2 separate regions of the Mus musculus genome follow, and region 2 is linked to region 1. A link is a contact called in public promoter capture Hi-C data. All regions are on one chromosome and are shown on one strand. Each heading gives the region's core, a stretch centred on a gene start, on an enhancer-like site or on the middle of the called end of the contact. The rest is flanking DNA. Distances are from core to core; before and after follow the strand shown. Region 1 holds the start of Dido1 (death inducer-obliterator 1). Region 2 holds the start of Pcmtd2 (protein-L-isoaspartate (D-aspartate) O-methyltransferase domain containing 2).

What was found. Capture Hi-C pulls out chosen DNA fragments and counts their contacts.
Region 2: a promoter capture Hi-C map of liver shows a contact between it and region 1, with 2.5 times the contacts expected there. The contact joins the promoter of Pcmtd2 here to the promoter of Dido1 in region 1. A contact is called at or near these places in 2 of 39 promoter capture datasets (erythroid cells and liver), 1 of 115 datasets of contacts at active chromatin or transcription factors (bone marrow-derived dendritic cells) and 2 of 9 other capture datasets (adipose tissue and liver).

The regions. Positions count from the first base shown.
Region 1 is chr2:180,697,539-180,705,144 of GRCm38.p6, forward strand. Dido1 (death inducer-obliterator 1) reads right to left here and starts at 4,564. Exons shown (of 16, transcript NM_175551.4): 1 at 4,423-4,564. Gm22502 (a small nuclear RNA gene) reads left to right here and starts at 525; the gene lies at 525-631.
Region 2 is chr2:181,834,683-181,842,294 of GRCm38.p6, forward strand. It overlaps Pcmtd2 (protein-L-isoaspartate (D-aspartate) O-methyltransferase domain containing 2), which reads left to right and starts at 3,172. Exons shown (of 7, transcript NM_153594.3): 1 at 3,172-3,302; 2 at 6,473-6,656.

The DNA.
Region 1 (7,606 bases), core at 3,314-5,813:
AGTTTCCAGCCTGGTCTACAAAGTGAGTTCCAGGACAGCCAGGGCTATACAGAGAAACCCTGTCTCGGAGTAAAAACAAAACAAAAACAAAACCTCACAGGACAAAAAGCAGCACTGTCAAGAGAAAAACCACTGTCAGAACTGATGTTCCAGCCAGGCCTCCAAGTGTCTCTGTATCCTAAATTCTTTTCCTTCTAGTTAAAAGGTACAGGCTTTTAAGTTTGGTACCAATGAAGGGAAGAAATTTAAAGTCTACTGGTGGCCAGAAACTAGAAACCATGTAAGACTAGCCTTGTTTGGAGTAGAACATCAAGTCAGTCTGTCTCTGTCTGTCTGTCTCTCTCTCTCTTTTGGTTTTTCGAGACAGGGTTTCTCTGTATAGCCCTGGCTGTCCTGGAACTCACTCTGTAGACCAGGCAGGCCTCGAACTCAGAAATCCACCTGTCTTTGCCTCCCAAGTGCTGTGATTAAAGGCGTTCACCACCACTGCCCAGCGAACATCAAATCTCTTAAAGCAGCTACCTGTGCTCACTTCGGCAACACATATACTAAAATTGGAACAATACAGAGAAGATTAGCATGGCCCCTGCACAAGGATGACATGCAAATTCATGAAGCGCTCCATATTTAAAAAAAAAAAAAAAAAAAAAAAAAAGCAGCTACCTAAGTAGAGTGGGTTCCCCTCCTGTCCCTTTCACATTCCCAGAGACGTGGGCTTTGTATGGGGAACTGCTGCTCTTAACCTCAGCAGCAGAGCATCACATTATGTACTGACCAGGAAACCAGGTATCCACACTGTGTGCCTAGGCTGACTATGGCTTGGAGGATCCTTTTTTAGTGTTTCCAGGACAATCCTGCAAGCAAAGGATATGGGATTCCTGGGATGTGGAGCTCATATTTATTTCCATATTTATGCTCCAGATTATGTTAGCATTACTATCTTAAGTCCCACTGTGTACAATGAAAGCATATTACATACTAAAGTACAATCCTGTTGCCTGCCCTCTGTAGATACCTCCAGCTAACTGTGCCACTGTCCTAAGCATCATGGCAATGGCAGATCCTAACACACATCTGAGGAGTACAGACTGAATGAAATAGTACCTTCCATGTCACTAAATCATTTGTTCTATACCTTTCCTCAAAGGCAAGAAACTGATCAAGCCAATAAAAATAGTTCAAAGATAGCATCTCATAGTATAAAGGTGTTATTCTAGGTGTTTAAAGTCAAATATTCTTTCCAACTCATTTCAACAAAAAAAGCAATCATTTTTGGGGAGTGGGTTGGGGGAGGAGTAATATAAAGACAGGGTTTCTCTGTGTAGCCCTGGCCATCCTGGAACTCATAGATCCACCTACCTCTGCCTCCCAAGTGCTGGGACTAAATGCGTGTGCCATCGTGCCCGGCAATAAAAACACTTATTATTAATCCCAGCACTCAGGAGGCAGAGGCAGGCTAGTCTGGTCAACATAGTACCTAACGGGACAGCCAGAGACATAGCAAGACCTTGTTGAAAAAAACACCAAAAACAAAAGGAGCACTTCCAATTGTTACGAACAGTAAATGGTAAAAATGGATAGTTTGACAGAGCTGTCTGCACAGCACTAAGGTATCAGATGCCCCTTGACTGTCACTGGAAAGTCACTCTTTTAGAGGCTAACCTATAGTGATGTGACACTTGAAGCAGAAACATATGGAAGAAAGCAGTCATTGTGGAATAAACAGATGTACAAAAGCATAAATGTTATTTTTTTCATTAAGTTGTCTTAGACTTTGAAAATATTTCTGTTAACATAAGGGCACATGAGTTCAACTGAAAGTGTTCTACAGTGAGTAAACGGCTTAAATGTATCGGCTGTAAAATCAGTCAGTACTCATAAAGGCTCTTCAGTGTCACCAGGAACTTTTTAGTATAAAGACCCTGGAGTTTAGTTTGGGGACTGAGCACAGAGCTTCCACAACTGCTGTCTGTCTGTCTGTATAAAGCACCCTTTCTATCTAGCTAAGATTCACAAGGGCCCTAAGTAGACCCAATTGGATCCCATCCCATCCCTTCCCTCCTAACTCAGGTTCAGCCATTACTCTGAGGAGGCTGTAAAGCTTGCTACCTAAGTTCAGGCCAAAGCCCAAGAGGCTCCTGAAACTCAAGTAAGGAGCTGTGTTTCAACTGGAGCCTTCCTTTCCTTCTCTAAGATTCGTAGGAGACAATACATGGGTCCGTGTCCCCCCCCCCCCCCCCCCCGTCCTTTGGTGGATGGGGGAGGGTAGGATAATGAAGTCCAACACTGAATTCTAGCAGGGCTTCCTGTATTGTCTATTGCAGCTCAGCTGAACTCTATTTTCAAGCCAGTCAGAGCAGCAACACCCAGTACTTCCTAGACATTAACACAAATTTAAACAAGCAACAAGAAGGCTACTTCAGACCCAAACATATGCTTTTAAATTACAATTTAACAAATCCTGACAGTGCCTACCAAGCTTCTCAGGGGAAGGCCGTCTGGATATAGCTCCTAATTCCTGCTCCTGTTCCAATAAACTGTACTTTCTATCCCTAACAGTCAGACAACACCTAGGAATAAACTGTATAAACACAAGCATAGAATTAATCATTTTTAAATGTGTCTGCCACCTGTGTGCAAGGTGCCCATAGTTGCCAGTAGGCATGGGATTTCCCAAAGCTGGAGTTAGACATGGTTGTCAGCCCTCAGGTGACACTTGAACCAAGCTCTGGTTCTATAGAAGAGAAACAGGGACACCTAACAGCTGAGCCATCTTTCCAACCTTCGGAATTATTCTTTTGTTTTGTTCTTTCGAGACAGGGTTTCTCTGTGTAGCCCTGGCTGTCCTGGAACTCACTCTGTAGACCAGGCTGGCCTCGAACTCAGAAATCCACCTGCCTCTGCCTCCCAAGTGCTGGGATTAAAGGCGTGTGCCACCACTGCCCGGCCAGAATTAGTCTTTAAAACTATGTAAATTGCCCACTCACATTCCCTTATAAAGGTCTCAAAATGACCACTAAGAAAATAAACTAAAGCCTTGTCAACATGTTCTGTCTCACAGGCGAGCCTGCACACTCAGAACAAATGAGCACAACTCAGACTTTGGGCTTTGACCTCCTCTTTCCAAAGAGCTCACTATCACTGGCTGCAAATCACACAACCTTTGTAACCGAATCAACACAAAACCTCAGAGACTACTGGGTTTCTATAAAGGACCCAGTCATCTAAGACTTAAAGGAGACTCCACTCAGCAACAATTTCTTAGTTGGGGCTTGAGCATAAGAAACAGATTCTACAACACGGATCACTATGTAAGGATCTAAGTGCAACATGAATCTTTGCTCTTCTGGGTTAAACCGAAGTCACCTAGTATCGAAGGGCAGATGTGTAACATGGTAAAACATGCTGTGCTGACAGAAGTGTACAGCCTGGCACAGACAGTACTCATATGCTGAAGAGAAATCATTACTTGAGGTGCTCAGCACTGACTGAATTAAGACTCTTTAGCCTATTAAGACAATACCTACCAGAAGAGGTACAGAGAGCTTTTCTGACAGTAGAAAACTTCTGCGAACGACAGAAGGCAGGAAGACATCCCACCTCGCCTTCAAGACCTACCTGAGCTCTCCTCAGGTCCCCTAGCACACGTTCTCAACAAGCTATTATGATGCTACACATGCACTGATTGGCAGGAGGAAAGTGCTGGTCATGAGTGCTGGCAGGGGTCATCAATTACACAATCTTTTTTGTGTGCTGTTTGTCATCCTTACACAACTGAGTTTGCCTGACAAGTGTAACAAGGAGCATCCTTTTGTGGAAAATCAAATATACACAACATTCCCAATCAAACCCAGGGCCTCTTACTCAAGAGTCACTGTTGAGATCAATCTACATTAACACACACCTGGCCACCAACACTGGCAAGAGGCAATGAGCGCCCAGACAACGCCCAGGCCCTACACAGGGCTGAGGCTGGATCTTCCCCGAAGTCCCCCATGAGATATCTGCTCGTACACCCGCAAATTCGCGCCCAGGCCCAGTCACGTCCTACCACGAATGCCCTACCGCAAGTGTCGAGAACCTGCGGCCTCGGGAGGCTGGGCCCCTAACTCCGACTCAGAATCAAGGGCTCCACAGCCTCCCAGACCCAGACCATCTTGGACTACACAAGACAACCGGTGATTTCGGCAGAAACCAGACGCAGACCGCCCGCCCGGCCGGCCGGCCTCGCGCGCTCCACCGCGATCCCTCAGCCCGGGGCCGGAAAGGGCCCCGCGGGCCGCGACGCCATTTTCTCGGCGCCATCGGCGCCGCTCGCTGGAACTAGGCTGCCGGCATGGCGCCGCTCCACCTTGTCCGGAGTCCAAGTGCCGTTCGGGTCCACACGGCTTCCGCCCTCCTTCACAGTACAGAGTCACTTACCCCGGCCGCCGGGATCCCGCAGCCATTTCCAGAGCTACCACGGATATAGAGCAGAGACCAGCGAGACTACCGTCCTAGAGTGGTAGGCCGCGCGGCAAGCGGAAGAAATCGACCGGCCACCGAGCTACGGCGAGGCTAGAGCGGCTGTGCCGCCCTTCTTGCACGCATGCGCCACCCGGGTTCCCCGGAGCGCCAGCCTGGTTGGCCGGGCACGCTTGACAGATTCCCGCGTCCCGAACTAAGGGGCTAAGCTGGGAGCCAATGCCACTAAAAGGTTCCTCCAGCTATCCTTGAACAGCACCCGGCCCAGCATTCCAAAAGCTTAAACTCTGTGTCTGCAGGGACTGGTGCTTCGGAACAAACCAGCACCGGATTCCGGTGGGAAGGAGCCAGGAAAACCTCAAAGCCCTGCAGCTCTCGCCTATGGCAGGGCGTGTGCAGAGCGGGGAGGGGCGCCAGCCCTACAGGGACTCACTCCCTCATACTATCCTTTACTCCTTGCCCCGTCCATTTCTTCCTAAAAATGGACCAGGAGCCAAAGTCCAGGCATTCGTGCCTACAAGGGCCCCACCCCCAGTCCCCTCACGAAGGCATTTAAGAATTTCCCCCCCTAGCGCTAACTACAGTGATATTCCTTCACTGTCCCCCATATTACTTAAGGAAACCAGAAAGAGGTCGCAACGTGAACACTAGCCACATTGCTCTGAGGGCAGTTAATGCCGGGATAGACGCTCAGCTTTGCCCCATACAACCAGCTTCTTATTTATGTAAGCACACAGACACAACGCTAGGAAGCCATTCTTCTGGACTCTAACTTCGGCTTCCTGTAACAAACATGTGCTCCGGTCTAGTAAGGCCTCTCTCACATTGTAGAGGCCTCCAATGCTCCATTCAGAAGCCCAGGTCTTGAGTAGTTTTCTTTCTAACATTTCCCAAGATTACATGACAGCTCATGGGGCTTCCTTCAGTACAGTAGAAGGCTGCTTCTGCTTCCCTTGGTGAGATCCTTCAATACCACCTTTCAGATTCTAGTCAAGGAGGAGCCTACCCTGATTACTCAACTCTGCCCTTGAAATAAGTTCCCAGCATCCACAAGCGGCCAAACAACTCCAGTTCTGGGGATCCAGTGCCCTCCTCAGGCATCAGGCACCCACTGCATGTACACATACATAAAAGCAGACCATTCATACACATTAAATAAACATTTTTAAATATAAAAAACTAAAACCCAACATTTAACTTACAGTTCATTTTATTATGTGCAGTGCTGGAGATGGAACCCAGAGCCACCCTAGGGCCATGCTAGGCATGGAGTAATCTGTAACAGCTAACTTTAGATAAAATGCGTTTACTTGCACAGCACTGAAGAATCCGATAACAAATCACCAGCTGCTTTGCACGGAGGGCAATAGAGTAAAGCACCAGTCTTCGATTTCACTTTAAAAACAGCAGGGTCCAATTTGCAGCAGATCTTTATCTGGCAGTGCTACATCCATACACAGCTGAGACCCAACACCAACCATCACAATACCGAGAGCACAAGGTACTGGCAGCACAGAAAAAAGCCCAAAAAACCCCCAGCAATTTACAGACTTTGTAACCAGGTGTAGTGACCTCTGTATTACAAGCACTGAGGATGCTGAGGCAGGAAGATTTTGAGTTCCAGGACAGCTTTGGCTACAGAGTGAAATACTTAGAACAAAACAAAACAAAACAAAAACAAATAAAAACCAATCAAGACAGCCAGGGAAACACTGTGAGAAGTCTCAAAGGAAAAATAAAAAATAAAGAGTGCACATGTGTCACAAACTGATGAGTCGACAGAAGAACAGAATCTGTGCCAACCTGCCTATAGAAAGAGAGAGGTTGGGGCTAGAGAGATGGCTCAGCAGTTAAGAGAATTGGCTGCTCTTCCAGAGGTCCTGAGTTCAATTCCCAGCAACCACAACAATCTGTAATGGGATCTGATGACTTCTTCTGGTGTTCACGGAGATTTAGAAAAAAGTCAATGACCTTTCTTTTTTTCCCAGTTTATTTCTGCCTGCATGTATGAATGTGCACCATGTGTTATGCCTAGGACCCCACTTAAGTCAGAAGAGTGTCAGATCCCCTGGAATCGGAGTTGTGAGATTGTGAGCCACCTTGTGGAAGCTGATAATTGAACTTGAGTCTTCTACAACAAGGGCTCTTACCAGTGTGATACCCCTACAACCAAGATATGGTGATTTATAGGAAAAGGGGAAGTGATACAAAAATTACCTCCTTCCAACAGAGAAAACTATTTGAGTAAATGTGTAGCTGTTTTGCAGCTCTCTTCAACAGAAGCCAAGGACTCCAGAATTCAAGGGTTTACATTTTTTTTTCCTTTTAAGAGTAAAAGAAAGCATCCATGGAAACAATGTAGTTCTGGCCAAGCCTTTAATCCCAGAACTAGGAAAGCAGCAGGCTGGTCTCTGTGGTTCAAGGACAGCTTGGTCTGTCAGCTGAATGAGACCCAACCTCAAGGGGGCAAAAGTTATTCTGCGAAACACAGCAGGCATCCTGGTAACTGATTATTTACCTAAAGGAAGCATTTTGTATTTTATCCTCAGAATGCTTTTCCCTTTTATAAAACTCGGTGATAAACTGCTACCCTTTTTCACAATGACACAACTTCCAATTCCTGCCTTGGCTTGCAGAATAGTGGTACCTCTGATCATACGGTAGCCTCTCCGACAACTTTTATGACTTCTCTCCCCCAGGTCTACCTGTTACACACAGGAAGTTTAGCTAGTTAATGAATCCACCAGGCTGACATTTCTGTCAACTTGGCAACTGTCCCGGGTTACAGCCAGTGTGGCTGTCCCAGGACACGCCCCACCTATTTTCTACTCTCTTCCGTCCTTGATGCCATTGTACAGGTCATGTACATGTCCGGCCCCACTATCCTGTCTGTTCCATACACACTGTGGAAGCCCTCATCTAATCAGTCTGGATCTACCCCTTCACTTGTCCCAGGAACCTTCCCGTGTGTACCCCAAACTCAAATCGGTTCAAAGCCTAACACAAAAATTGGCTCACAGGGATGGGAAGACAGCTCAGTGGGTAAGAGCATTTGACATTCAAGCAGGGGCAGGCACAAGCATGGGCCTGTAACCTCAGTGCTGTGGATGGTAGTGACAGCCAGACAGGACTGCTGGAGTAT
Region 2 (7,612 bases), core at 1,922-4,421, 1.1 Mb after region 1:
ACAGTGTATAGGTCGGCTCCTGAGTTCTTTTAGTTTTTAGATGTCTGGAAATTTTCCAATTAAAAATGCAATGTATTTTAAATTGGGGAGTTTTATGTTTATAGATAATTTCAGCCACAAATAGTTTCATGGATTCCTCACTTATGCACAGATTCTTTTGTTCTTAATAGCTTACATTAATATACATTGTTAAAATGGATATCAATATATATTACTATGAACTAAAGTCTATAGTTTTCATTAAGGTTCATTCTTGAGATAGAATATTATGTGTTTTTGTGGCACTGGGACTTTGCTCAAGTTAGGTAAGCACTTGCTCTACCATTGAGCTACATCCATAACTTCCTGGTTTGGGCAAATGATGATCACATGTTTCTACTATTACAGTATCATACGGCATCATTCACTGTCTTAATAGTCTTTCATGATCGACCCTTCTCTTGCCATCACCGAGGTTTTGAGAGTTTCTACGATTGTTTACTTTTCCATAGTTCATATCATTGGGATCACACAATATGTCATAGCTTTTCCATATGAGTGTCTTTCATTTAGCAGCAAGCACTTGGAAGCTGAAGAGATAGCTCAGCTGGTAAAGTGTCTGCCACGTAAGCATGAGGACCTCAGGTTAAATTCCCTAGTATTCATATAGAAAGTTGTTTAGTGAGAACTCTCCAATTTTGGTTTCTTTAAGAAACACAGAAATATTATTAGACTGTGTTTTCATCTTAATCCCAGGTGTGGGGATGTGGGGCTGCTTTGGACGGACCACAGCAGCTGACTGTGATTTGCCTCAGGCTCTAGCAGAGGCCTTGTTTGACAGTTCCAGATTGTCTAGGGCCCTGAGAGGCAAGGTGGGTGGAGACTGGTCATTTGGGGGCTGTTTGCAGTTTGTTAGTAGTTGTGCTCAAAAAAGAAACAAGAAGAAAGAAATTTGATTCACAGATATCTCTCTCTTCCTTCTGTCCTTCTTTCTCTCCTATCTATTGATACAGGATGATGCAGTGGGGAGGGGCAGTGGGTAAAGGGTGAGAAAAAGAACCCACAAAGTAGCTAAGTCCAGCTACAAAGTTGGGCATGGTTCAGAGCTGGGGAAGCAGAGACAGGAGGATCCCTGGGGCTTTCTGGGTTAAACTCCAGGTTTAGTGAGAGATAGTTGTCTCAAAAAATAAGGTAGAGAGAAATAAAGGAAGCGACTAGACATTGATCTCTGGCCTCTACATGTACATACACACATGTTCATGTATACTTATTTACATATGCATGCAAACACCACAGACACACCAAATTTAAAAAAAGCAATTAAGTGTGTAAGGTTGCTACATGTCCTTTCATAGCTCAGTAGCTCACTTTTCAAAAAATCCCTGATTAAAACAGTTATGTGGCTATACCTCCCATCTATTTAATATTTTTTGTTGCTTCTAATGTTTGATGATTACAAATGAAGCTGTTATACTACCTACATGTGCTGGTTTTGTGTATAGTGGTAAATATCTAGGAATTCAAATGGTGATTTTTTAAAAAGTTTTATGTATGTTGGAATAGTTTTGTACAGCCCTGGCTAGTCTTGAACCTATTACACTGCCAAAGTATGACCTTAATCTCCTGGTCCTTCTTCCTCCACCACTAAGTGCTGGCATTACACTTGTTTGCTGTCACATCTTCTAAGACGTTGCTTAGTTCAGTAGCAAACTGACAAACTATTTTCCAGAGTATCTTTATTATTGCTCATTCCCACCAGCAATGAAAGTGATGTGCTGCTGTTGCTCTACATCCTCACCAGTATTTGGTGAATTATAGATTTTATAAATTTTGGCTATTCTAATAGGTGTGTATTGATATCTCATTGTTTTATAAATCTGCATCACCTAATGACAAATTATGTTGATATGTTCATATGCTCATTTGCCATCTGTATATTTCCTTTGCTGAGTCATATGTTCATAGCTTTTTCCCGTTTCTATTTGTGCTGTTTATTTTCTTATTGTTGAGTTTTAAGGATTTTTAGAAATCCTTTATCAGATATGTGTTTTGGGAATATTGTTTTTCAGTCTATGTCTTACCTTTTTATTCTTCTGACAGTATATTTTACAGAGAAATGATGCCAGTGTTAAAAAGATATATTTTACCTTTAAGTGTGTGTGTGTGTGTGTGTGTGTGTGTGTGTGTGTGCACATGCCTGAGTGCCTGCAAAGGCCAAGTGTCTTGGGTACTGGAAATCAAATTTGGAAGAGCTATGTCTCTATTATTTTTACACGTGGATGTCTAATTATTCCAGCATCTTTTGTTGAAAAGACCAGCACTCCTCCATTGAATTGTATTTGTTCTCTTATCAAAGGTGAGTTTACTATATTTGTATAGCTCTAACCTAAGTTTTGTATTTGATAGCATCAATTTATTTCCCCCATATGACTCTTGATTACTGTAATTTTAATAGTAAGTCATGAAATCAGATGTTGTTAGGCCTATACTTTTGTTTTGTTTTGTTTTTGATCAATATTGTGTTATCTAGTTCGGGTCTTTAGCCTTCCCACGCAAACTTTAAAAAATAGTAGAATCATTTTCTCCTCATTCGTACCACAATCAACTGCAGGTTGAGTGACTTTCTTACAGCTATTGACTCAGGCGTCCAGACTCCTTCCTTCTTGACACTACTTCCTTCAACATGTACCCTCCAAGCAGTATAGAGGAGATGTGCAATCCCAATGAAATAGAACAAAAACTCAGAACAATCTTGAAAGGTAGCCCTAAAGATCACTTAGACTTTGGTCTATTTTGTAGGTTTCTTAGAAGTGGCCAGAACTGCTGGTTCAAGGTTCAAGTGTGCAGATGGCCATCCCCTGGACCAGGTAGCCTGGCAGGGTCAGGGCCGGCAGTCATTTGTGTTGTAACTCCTGCAGGAGAGTGGACCCAATCTATCACTCTTGTTTCTTAACTCCTGCCTTTTCTACTGTGGGGGCTTTGTCCTTGAGTGGACATAAGCAGGCAAAATGCCCTTCTCCCGTCGACACGCCAGCATCTTCTCATATCATTAGGCCGGGATATGCTCGGAGACCACCTAGTGACTGACCAATCAGGCAGGGACACACTTAACTCAAACCAGTGGGTGGAAAGTGGCAGGCTCGTGGGCTGTGCCGTTGCCCCTTTAAGAGTGTCCTCCAACCGCACATGCTCAGTTCAGGTAGAGCCCGCGCACGCGCAGAGGTAGCAGCGGATGTTTACAGCGGCTGAGGTCCGTCCGAAGCGACAGAAGCGTCTGAAGAACTGCTCTCCGAGACTCAATACGGGGGCTGCTGAGCGCCGAGGTAGAGCCGTCTCTGCCCCTCGGCCCTTCCCTCCATATCCCTTCTCCAGCTCTGGTTACCCGTTCCCCAGCGTCCGTGTATCTTACCATCTCCGAGAGTTTCGAACCCCAGCGCCTGTCACCCCCGCCCCCCCATCTCCCTGCCCAGCACCTCCCTCCCCTCCAGCGTGCCCCCCCACCCCCCGCCTGTTGCTAATTCTGGGATCTGATTGCTCTAGTTCTACAACCTATTTCTAATTAAGTAGGAAATGTTTGCAATTAGCTCAAGGGCAAGTCGGGCATTGACCATGATTGAAACAAATTATACCTAGGGTGGATATTGGGAAGAAGGCAGAGTATCCTACAGAGGAGAAAAAAAAGACCCCTTTGGGGAAAGATCTAAAGTAGCTGGAGAGAACCCCTGGGGCCTGGACCCTTTGTTTCTTTATTAGGCCTGTGCCTCTGCCATCAACTCCGTCATCTTGAGTATCTGCCCTCTGCTCTCTTGGGCCCTGCACTGTTGTTCTCTGTTCTTATTGAAGACATTGCTAAAGTGGGCTCCATTACGTCTGGTAGGTTGTCTCTAGAACGAGGTATTTAAGAGGCTCAGCACTGATTATATATAAAGGGAATTGAAGTGGGCCCTCTTGAGGTGGTGGCATTTGGTCTCTCCTTTTGCCCTGGCTTTTCTCCATCCTCCTCTGAGACCTTGCTGGGAGACTTGGGAGAAGGGACTCATTTTTCTTTTTTTCTTTTCTTTTCTTTTTTTTTTTAATTTCGGTTAGTCCCAAAGCTTTTCCACGCACGAAACAGTAGGAATTGTCCCTAGTCAGTACATACTACTGGTCAGCTTTCATTCAGATGCAGACCACAAGTGATATGCATTTGAGGCACACCCTCCAAGAGTTCTGGTTTTCAAGACAAGAAGCCTTGGCTATTTTCCTCGTTCTGCTGGCAGGATGATGGTTTAGAATACATGTTCCTAGCAAGGTATCCCCTAAGAAAGTGACATCCACTTGACTGTGGGCCAGCTGTCGCAGTTTTTTCAAACGCAGTATAGATATGAAACAGGGTTCTTTAGTCCAGCTTCACTTGTGTTGTTGTTGTCCACTTGGGGTCCTGTGCTGCTCAGTTTTTTTCCTATGCCCTTTTCTTCTGTTGGCCTGTGCTAATCAGTTCTGAATGGGAACTGTAATAAGCATTACAGCAAGTAGCAAAGTGTGTATCGTAGGGTAGTAAAGGAAGGACAATCTCCTAAAAAATAGTTCTTTGCTTTCAGTTGGAATCTACTGCACTGCATTCTTGTGCAGTGATACTGTTTGGTTTGGAGAGAGTATTTTCAAGTATGTTTTAGGGCTTTCTTTCTTTCTTTTGACATGGTGACTGATCACATCTATCTCAGCAGCAAGTAGTGATGCTTCTATGCAAGGCAATATTAGATTGTCAGACAAAGCTAATACTAAGTACCACACTCTATCATTATTCACCCACTCTCCACCAAAAGCAATTGATAGGGCTACCTTGGTGTTCTGTGTAGTCTAGAGAATGATCTACAATAGTCACACTTTCTGTTTTAAATGAGTGAATTTATTAAGTATATATAGCAAGCAAAAGTAAAAGAACTAGTTAGTAACAGAAGTAGTTGATAGAAAACATCAAGTTGAGTATTCACTTTAGTAGGGATGACTGGGATAGCACAGTTGAGAGACCAAACAAAAGGTAACAGCAGAAATCATCTGCGAAAATTCCATTTGAAGCAGCCATTTGAAATTCCTGATAGAGAACCCAAGTGAAGCTTCCAAGTTAAGAAAAATAGATAGATAGATAGTAGATAGATAACATCATCAAGTTGGGCACTTACAGTCATCTAGTAGAAATCAACTGGAGAAGTTGAGGCTGTCGGTTGGAGTTACCAATTGAACTTTCTTTTCTCTCCATGTTTGAGATTGCCATGGCTGAACTTCTGGTTTCTTGTTTCTACCAAGGCATTTTTATACCATGCAATAAACAGTCTTGTAAATGGCTAGTCTTTTAGCTATTCTCAAGGACAAATTGTTTTACTCTTGCGCTGTTTTGTTCTTCCTTTCACCCATCATAGAATTAGGTACCCACCAAGCTCCAGGAAGAGGTACTTTGGAGAACATTTGGAGACTACTAGAAACAAACATACTGGCGTTGGTACAGGAGAGTCCTCACTCTCATCATCCACTTTCAACAGACTTAAACAGCATATGACAGTTTACCAACACAATGCACATTATACTTGATTATCAAAGTATTAACAAGAAGTTAACAAAGAATGGTGTTCTTTTGTGAGTCTTTAACACCTGTATCCATATTGTGTACAAAACAAAAGCCTTTGGCTAAACAGTGCTGGTTTTACCACAGCTCCTCTGGCAGTCTGTGACTGTGAGCAGTTTAGTAACTCAGACCAGCTTGCCTTACCTTCTGATGTTCAATGTAGTGCTGTCTGGTAGGTAGTAGCTATAAAAACAGGTGGCTGATTTTTATTATTATTATTATTACTGGAATTCTTTTAATGTGGAATTAGCTTTTACTTCAGTAAAAAAATTCAGTAACATAAATGTCTAGTACAAATGAAATATATCTAATGTGGTACCTGCTGAAGATTAATTTATAGAACTGGGATAGGGTGAAGAGGATGGCTTTCTTGATTATGTAGGACATGTGTTAAAGGTTTTTTCCTAAACTGAGCTGTAAGCATATAAATACATTACTCTATTTTCAACTGGTGTCCCAAATTTTAATATGACTATTTTAGATCAGTAGTGTAGCAATAGAACTAAGTGGCTTATCTAAGATTAAGCCCAAGCTTATTAGCACTAGGGACTAGTTACAACTTAGGGCAAGGGCTCTGAATTCACTTGAAAAGTAGATTAAATTTTAATAATTGAACTGTGATTTGAAAATCTAATATTTTTCTTGACTATGAAGATGGATTATTTCATCATAAAATGGAAAAGAATTTATATCAAGAAAGTTTTTTTTTTTTTTAAGATGCTAGAGTGGTAGTTGATTTTCATTTCTAGGCTTAATTCTCTAGCACTGCTGTTACCAGTTGTGCACATGGGTGTGTCTAGGGATGGGTGTGTCTAGGCCCTGTCTCCAGTATTCCAGAGAGAAGACTGGGAACAGGGACCATAGCATAATTGTTGTTATTGTTTGAGACAGGTTCTTATATAATCCACGCTGGCCTGGAACTCACGGAAGATCACCTTGAACTCCTGAGCAGGAGCTGTTGAGATTCAGAAAGTCTACTAATCTTTTGTGGTTTGGTAGTCTTTCCTTCAACCGTTTATATCAGCATCACCAGCTTTTAAGAAATAAAGCCATTAGTTTGGAAAAGTCACCCGAGGTCAGTATAAAACTGGGGAGGATATTTTTCATTTTCTAGAAAGAAAAAGACCTTTCCGGGGTAAAAAAATATTCCCTGTTCACTGGATCATGGAATATTGTTTTAGTAGTTGTACCTAAAGGGGATGCTTTCTTCACCAACATGGGATAGAAGATAAGAAATATACTTCTTAGATAGCAAGGAAAAGGAAGCTATATAGTAAGTAGGCCTCTGAGTGCCCCGGCAGTGACCCTGTCTACTGCTAAACTTTAGCCTTGAAACTGATTTTATGTTTGTTACAATAAAGTGTCACAATGTGTTCTATTTGGGAAGAAAGTTTTGTGAATGTTTTTACCTAAAACGTAAACACCAGAGAAACCTAATCAGTAGGTTGGATGTATTACTTCTTGTGGGTGGGTTTGTGTATATGTTGAGATGTAGTGATCCAGTTAATGTTAATTCCATTCAATTCCATTTAAATTTGAATTTCTGTATGGCTCAGTGGCTGAAAGTATCTGCCACCCAGTCTAAAAAATCTTAGTTTGATCCCTAGGGACCATTCCTGCAAATTGTGGCACCTATAGGCCAGCAAATATACTTTCCAAATTAATAAATGTAAAAATTTTTAAAAATTGAATTTCACTTAAACACCATATAGTTTGTTATTTATTATTAGCTTAAATCTTTAGTGGAGCTAGTGTTTTGTTTTGTTTTTTTTTCTAATTATGGTGTGTGGGCTCATACATGCCATTGTGTACATGAGGAGATCATGACCCTGTGGCCCTCGTTTCTCTCCTCTCAACATTATGTAGGTTCTGGGGAGTGGACTTGGGTCATGAGCTTTGTACGACAAGTGCTTTACCCTTTGGGATATCCCTCTGACCCTAGAATTTCCACTCCCAATACTGGCATCTTTGGAGGGTGAAGTAGTTATTGACAAAACATACTCCCGTCTTTATTACATTCAGAACTGAGAA